Regions from separate parts of the Mus musculus genome. Here region 2 is linked to region 1. A link is a contact called in public HiChIP or PLAC-seq data. All regions are on one chromosome and are shown on one strand. The core of a region is the stretch at or near the end of the contact, and the rest is flanking DNA. Distances in the headings are between cores, read along the strand shown.

What was found. HiChIP or PLAC-seq counts read pairs in DNA pulled down with a chosen protein or histone mark.
Region 2: an H3K4me3 HiChIP or PLAC-seq map of embryonic basal ganglia shows a contact between it and region 1, with 4 times the contacts expected there. The contact joins two enhancer-like sites. A contact is called at or near these places in 3 of 484 Hi-C or Micro-C datasets (cerebral cortex, cortical neurons and embryonic stem cells) and 2 of 115 datasets of contacts at active chromatin or transcription factors (embryonic basal ganglia and embryonic stem cells).

Annotation. Positions count from the first base shown.
Region 1 is chr2:94,042,066-94,045,572 of GRCm38.p6, forward strand. Hsd17b12 (hydroxysteroid (17-beta) dehydrogenase 12) reads right to left here. Exons shown (of 11, transcript NM_019657.4): 8 at 3,296-3,377; 9 at 1,808-1,873. Among named protein-coding and RNA genes, the nearest start is that of Alkbh3, 33 kb to the left of the region's middle. Within about 2 kb of position 1,861, at least 64 of the 459 cell types and tissues checked have an H3K27ac peak or open chromatin away from gene starts, as enhancers often do. A contact at or near this core is called in embryonic basal ganglia, where this site is marked.
Region 2 is chr2:94,343,097-94,346,603 of GRCm38.p6, forward strand. The region is part of intron 16 of Ttc17 (tetratricopeptide repeat domain 17); the gene reads right to left. Among named protein-coding and RNA genes, the nearest start is that of Ttc17, 62 kb to the right of the region's middle. Within about 2 kb of position 1,750, at least 16 of the 459 cell types and tissues checked have an H3K27ac peak or open chromatin away from gene starts, as enhancers often do. A contact at or near this core is called in embryonic basal ganglia, where this site is marked.

The sequences.
Region 1 (3,507 bases), core at 611-3,110:
ACGAGGTCACTTGATCTGTGTGTTAACGAGATGACCCAAGAAACATGGGATGGAATAGAAGGTGCAGCAAGGCACTCAATCCCCCAGTCCGTAACCTAGAAGACAGAAACACCACCCAGAGAAAAGCAGCTACGTTTCAGCTTAACATGGGCTCTCTGCTCTACTCAGTATCCGGGGATTTATTTTCACAGTGGGACAGCCACGTTTTTCTTCATAAATATGAATTTTCCTTTTCTTAGTAATTCATTCTAAGTTTAGACCTCAAGTGAATCTTAGTAATGAAGACAATGATGGATGAAATTAAATAATTTAAAATTTACTGATGTAAACGGTACAAGCTCATCAAAATAACATATTTCAGAAGGCAAATACTAATGTGCTTTGGGGTGGTTTCTAGTCATATCAGGTTAATATCAGGCAGAGAATCCAAGAAAACTACCTTTGAGGAAAACAGGCTGTGCAAATGAGAGAAGGGACAGGCTTGGATACTACCAGGACTGCTGTCTGTGTTCACACAGCAACGCTAGCTACTTCATGGCACTGAAACACAGGCAGTTTCCAGCCAAAGCCTCCCGGGTACCTTCCAGTGGACTTTAGAGTGCCCGCTGAACCACACTGGGGCATAATAACAGATTTACCAGAAAGACAACAGTGTAACACTGAGTGGCACAGGAGCCTTACCTCCTACCAGTGTTACCTGGCTTCCTTGTTACCAAAATCCAATCTAAGGGGGATTCCTGGTATCATAGGCATAAAATACAAGATTCTACAAAACCCTGTCTCCCCACATGTAGCCTATATATACAGGGAGCTGAAAATTAAACAATTTCAAGTAAGTGGTCAGTAGATACTCCTAGGAAGTAAGCAAAGGAAAGGGCTTGGAAGAAGCAGGCTTTTCGTGGACCCTAAAGATGAGGGAACACTTACCTTACCCTTCCTTGTGGTAAGTGACTTAGCTCCAATACTATTAAAAATGAAAAGACTTAGAAAATACAGCTAGATAACCCTTAGCCCCATCTTGATTATCTCCATGTATAGACTAGAGTGGTCACGAACAGCCTGGTACTTTTGGCTTCATTATTTCCTGAGCACAGTGAGTTCAGTAGCCTAGGGATAGGAGCAAGTGTTCTAATAGCAAACGGACCTAGATTTGAGTCTCGGATCAGCCTGGGAAAATGGGTTAACTGTCTGAACCCTAATCCCCACATTGTGCCAAAAGAGCCTAAGATACTATACTAAGTGATCTGATCACAGACCAAACATTGAATGATTCTATTCACAGGATGGACTAAGAACAGGCAACTGTGGGGAGACAGAAAACAGAATGGTCACTGCCAGGGGCTGGGGAAAGAGAAGGGAAAGTTAGCATTTAATGGTGCTCAGTTTCAGTTTGGGGAGGTGAAGGAAACTCCCAGAAGAATGGTAGCAGTGACTGTGCAACGGTGAGTACACTCATGCCCCTGAGCTGCATGCAGATAATCGACAATCTAAGTTCTGTTATGTATTTTTCTACCACAATTTTAAAGAGTCAGACTGTCTTAAAATAAACTATGAACATTTACAATAATGATGCTTCAACTGTTTACATTTAGTTCTAGTTCAGGTAACCTAGTTAAAAATTAGAGAGGCTAATTTTTAAAAATCTAGACCTAAGAGCAGGAGGGGAAAGAAACCATGTCTCTAAGGGAGTGCTCACGTCACAATCGCTTACTGAGGAATGCGATTTTCTTTCGTTGCCAAGACAGCGACTGTTGCTGTGGAAACCACACAAAACCAGGGATACTTAACTGAAACAAACTCCACTTACCTGCACAAAGATGCCCTTGCTCTTATACTCCTCATGGAGGCACTGAGAGAAGAAATCTACAAAGGCCTGGGAGGGAGGTGGGGGTGAGAAAGAAAATACATCTATTACATCAGTCTGCCTAGAGTGTAGCCATGGAAACAACAAAATAATAAATTAACCATTTAACACTACTGTTTCTAGTCATTCCTTTCATTTCAAATGCAGAAGAGATAAAAAACACTTTAAAACCTCAGGAGGTTTTTCTGCTACAAATGACATTATCTTACCAAAAATAACATTTGCCAATTTTTGACTTAATGAGAAAAGCCTCCTCCAAATTATTTTCCAAAGGAAAGAAAAAAAAATTCTTTTATTATGTAACAAAGGATTTAATTTCACTTTCTATTTGCCACTCCAAGAGAGACCCAGAGTGAATTCTGTGCAGCTCTGTTTTGCTGCTGGGTCCTGTGAGCTGGGTCTGAGAAGTGAGGGTGAGAGTCCATCTGATAACGAAACTGTAAACTGCCTGGAAACCATGCAGCCTTGTATCAGGCTTAAAAGGCCAAGTTCAATGACACCCCAATGGAAGGTCTCCACTGGCAGGACCGCCATGGAGATTTCCAGATACTGGAATTCTAGCACAAGATGTTGATTAAACATGCTGACAGTGTGTTTCAGCCACTAAGAAAGCAGGTAGATCAGAGGGCTGTGGGGCTGTGCAGGACTTGGAAGACAGTAAGTACTGAGTTTTCTCAGTGAAAAGTTGTATTTTGCACTTTTCCTTCTCAGACATACTATATGATCCTATTATGCATTACGATTTACTTATTTTTCCATAAAGGCTTGCTTAATTTCAATAACTAAAATGGTCATTCCTCAGAAATATTTCCACGCCTCAGTGAAGTAACTGAACTTGGAGTGACTGGCCCACAGACAGGAGAAGATTCAGTCTGAATTACTATCCTAGCAGTAATGTGAAGATGTGAGTAACGGTGTTGTATGATGACATAGAGTTCTGGGAAATTCCTGTCACACTCTAGACATGACAGTGTTCGGGAATTCTAGATAAGGTGGCAGACATTCACTCTCCATAGATCTCTTTCTTGTCTGCTGAGCATGGCTGTGGTACTGCCAGGATGTACCTCCTGGCTATGTGAAGGCCATGTTTATGTTACCGACAGTCCCACCTTAGGCTCATTAGTATCAGATTCTAACCAACTGGGTGGACTGGCTGAGGCTAGGTTTCTATGGAAAGCATTAGTGTCCCTGTTAAAATCAATAAACTACCAGGGACCAAAAATCAGACCATCCGTGGCTGTGACACACTGGCACTCCACTTGTAAATCTATTTCCATCTGTGACACTCCAGAAACCCATGTGGGTCACCTACCTGCCCCCTCAGTTGGATACAAACTACCAAGTATAGCATTTCAACAAAGTTAACACCCAGACTGAAAATCAGCTCCCCGTCTTATGTTGACATAATTTACTGCAGTGTTCGTTAGTCACCTTGGTTGCAGAGTAGATTGTCAACAATGGAACTGGGAGCATGCCACTGGCTGAGGAGATGTTGAGAATCACCCCTTTAGATCTGGAATTGAAAACACATCACACAAACTGAGGGAAATTATATGCACATTGCTTGTGAAATGCAGTCAAGATGGAAACAGAGCAACAGGGCAGCTGATCTAACACGCATCTCCCTGCTTCTCATGAGCAGT
Region 2 (3,507 bases), core at 500-2,999, 300 kb after region 1:
ATGTAGAGCCTGGATACATCTGAGAATAAGGGATTAGAGAGAAATATACTATCATTTCATGTAGCTTAAAATGAGACATATCAAAAGGTGAGGATCACTAAGAATATACATGTATTACAAACCCAAGGATTAAAGGAGAGTGACAGCAACCCCACATTAAGCCTGTGGTGTGATTGGACACCTGTTTATTTTTAGATAGCACATTCTGGCTACATGGGTAAAGACGATCTAAGACCAAAATGACAAACCTTGAATGAGATTCTGGCACTTCTGGCTGCTTGCCTGATGCACACAGTGGGACTAATCTCACTACAGTGGATACCCATTTGACTCACACAGTAGGACTGATCTCACTACATTGGGTACCCACTTGACTCACAGAGTGGGACTGATCTCACTATAGTGGGTACCCACTTGACTCACATAGTAGGACTGATCTCACTAAATTGGGTACCCACTTGACTCACATAGTGGGACTGATTTCACTACTGTGGTGGCATCGAGTTAAAGGACTTCTTCCTATCAGGGATGTCTGTTAACATGAACAACTCCCAGTCTGTGCTAATAGCCAGCCTATGACATCTTTCCACTGCCACTGTTTATTCCGGATGGTCTAGCTCACTGAATGGGTGTCCTTTTCCGCCGTTTTGCTCTATGTACATAGTCACTGAAGGTGCAGTCACTGGAAGGCCACAGCTTTCTTATTAGAGACGGCCTTTGGTTAACGATGTGTCGTTTCTCTCCTTAACCAGGACATTCAAGCATGACTGCAGACTGAGGGAGTCACTTTCCAGTGCCATGCTTCTCACACACAGACAGCAAACATGTTGCCAAAGCCAGGGATTTGGTTTCCAGAGTTTGAGCTTTCAAGAAACTCACAAGCAGCTTGGGAAGATAGCAAACAGAAGACAAACAATGCTGAGGCGGCGTGGTGTGCCAAGCAAGTCCTTCCAAGAAAACACTTTTCAGAGCCATAGCTTCAATTCTGAAGCATCCACTGAGCCTGCAGAAGGGGAACCGCAAGCGAATGTGCCAGCATTTATGGAGTGCTTTGTGATTCTAATCCTTCCACTTAACCCTTATAAAAACTGCTCAGCATCTTTGTTTTAGATACAAGGAGACTGATTCTTAGTGAAAATAATAATAATTCAAACTAAGCTATGTGGTAAATCTGGAATTTGTGCCAAACCTATTGTACTGTCTGGTTTTGTGTCAACTTGACACAAGCTGGAGTTATCACAGAGAAAGGAGCTTCAGTTAAGAAAATGCCTCCACGAGATCCAGCTGTAAGGCATTTTCTCAATTAGTGATCAAGTGGGGAGGGGCCCCTTGTGGGTAATGCCGTCCCTGGGCTGGTAGTTTTGAGTTCTATAAGAAAGCAGGCTGAGCAAGCCAGGAGAAGCAAGCCAGTAAAGAACATCCCTCCATGGCCTCTGCATCAGCTCCTGTATCCTGACCTGCTTGAGTTCCAGTTCTGACTTCCTTTGGTGAGAACACCAATTTGGAAGTGCAGGAATAGAAACCCTGACTAAAACACATATCATCCTCTACTAAGAAGTCCTTCTAACAGACAGGATGGAAGGTAGCATCATAGGCAAAGAGGAAGGTGCGGTGGAGCCAAAGGAACAGGGATTCTCCCTGTGTTTCGGAGGCCACGGGGAATACAGCCAACCTTACACAGTGTGTGTGCACACAAATGTCCATGGGCGGCTGGTGGGGAGTGAGCCATGGGCAGTCAGAACTGCACTTTCTCCTTGCATTCCACCCTGGAGGACAGAGGGTGCCAACTGGTATCTGCCTGTGTTCTCACCATCTGGTGTGAACAATTAAGTACAGATAACTAAGTATAACAACACTGAAATAAAATGCAATATGGACAACTCTCCACACCCAAGTGACTTTAATGCACTGTGAAGAACTTGACACTTCCAGAGACAAGCCTTGATTTGGATAGAAATAAGCATGGCTATTAAAAGCAGAGAGGAAATACTAATACTTTTCCCCTTGACTCTGTCGTGTAAAATGTGATGTTATCAAAGCCAAGGCCTACTCAGTTTTCTGAACTATCTTTCACATCACTTTCCTTCTCTTTCCCTTTTCCTACTGCAAAATACTTCATCATTTAAATGTCTGCAGTAAGAAAATGTCTCAGCGGCACCTGTAAGGTATGATCTTCAAAAGACCTCAAAGCTAAAATTGGTCTTCCTGAATAGCATCAAACCTGGCCACGCGGAAGCCACAGCTGTGAGGTTGAAGACAGTCTTCCCTCCATGTCACATGCCCAGGCAGGACCTCCCGGAAGGGAAGAGGGGAGGAGGGAAGAGGGGAGGAGGGAAAAGCATGAGGTTATTTTGAGCCATTTCTTAGCAGTACGAAGCATCACAGCAGCTCAGTGAAAACCAAATGCTTTAAATATAAAGATCTCCAGGGGCTGGAGAGGTGGCTCAGGGGTTAAGAGCACACAGTTGTCTTGTAGAGGACCCCCACTCAGCCCCCAGGCCAATGTCCGCGCTTCACAACCGCCTACAACTCCTGGTCCAAGAGGACCTAAGGCCTTTGGCTTCCTTAGGCACTATCTATACACAAACACAACATACACATAATTTAAGAAAATCTTTAAAAGGATTAAAAATTATTAATGCTAGGTTTCTTATGTGAGTAGTTAAAAAAACAGAATCGTTTTGAGTTAATTGTGATTTGTCTAAGTAGCTGGGTTACTGGTAAGTTAAGTTGCCTAACTTTAAAACTACATTTCTAGTCATCTGTGAGTGGTGTGGGGGAATGTTAGTGAAATCTTTAGAAAGAGCTAAGTCTGTGTTCTCTAGATCACAGTACACTTCTACTCCAACTCAGAGAACTAACAAGCCTTGAAAAACATGATTTAATTTCCTGGTAGATTATATTCTTATATAGATAAGAAAGAATTGGACCCAGTGTCATAAAACAATATCCAAGAAAGATGGGTGTGCTGAAGCAGGAGGAGCATGAGTTTGAGGCCAGCAAGAGTTACACAGTAAGACTCTGATGAGATACACAGACAGACAGACAGACAGACACACATGTGCAAACACACACAAAGAAAGTAGCAACAATGTCTTGTATACACCGCATTGACTTTGCACTACTGTCAAAATGAAGACACTCGATGACTTAGATTGACCTTGAAATGTATCTCATAATTTATACAAAGAACATCATGATTTAAATGAAAAGCTTTAGCTAACACCTTTCCCAGGTGAAAGACAAGCATTCTTGTATGCGTAACACCCTAGACTTGCTTACAAAGCATTTGCACTTAATGCAATTCTAAGTCTTTTTTTCTTAGAGGTAAGAAAGTGCAGAGCAATCTCAGCTAAGCACAAAACTCCAAGGAGGGCACTTCTGCTCCTGGAACTGCTGTGGGTGCTTCAGCAACTCAACACCTTTTCTCTGTCTGGAGTATCTGCTGTACACGGGGATTGTTGATACTGACCTAGCTTAGAAGGGTGCTGTGGAAAAGAGTCAGTA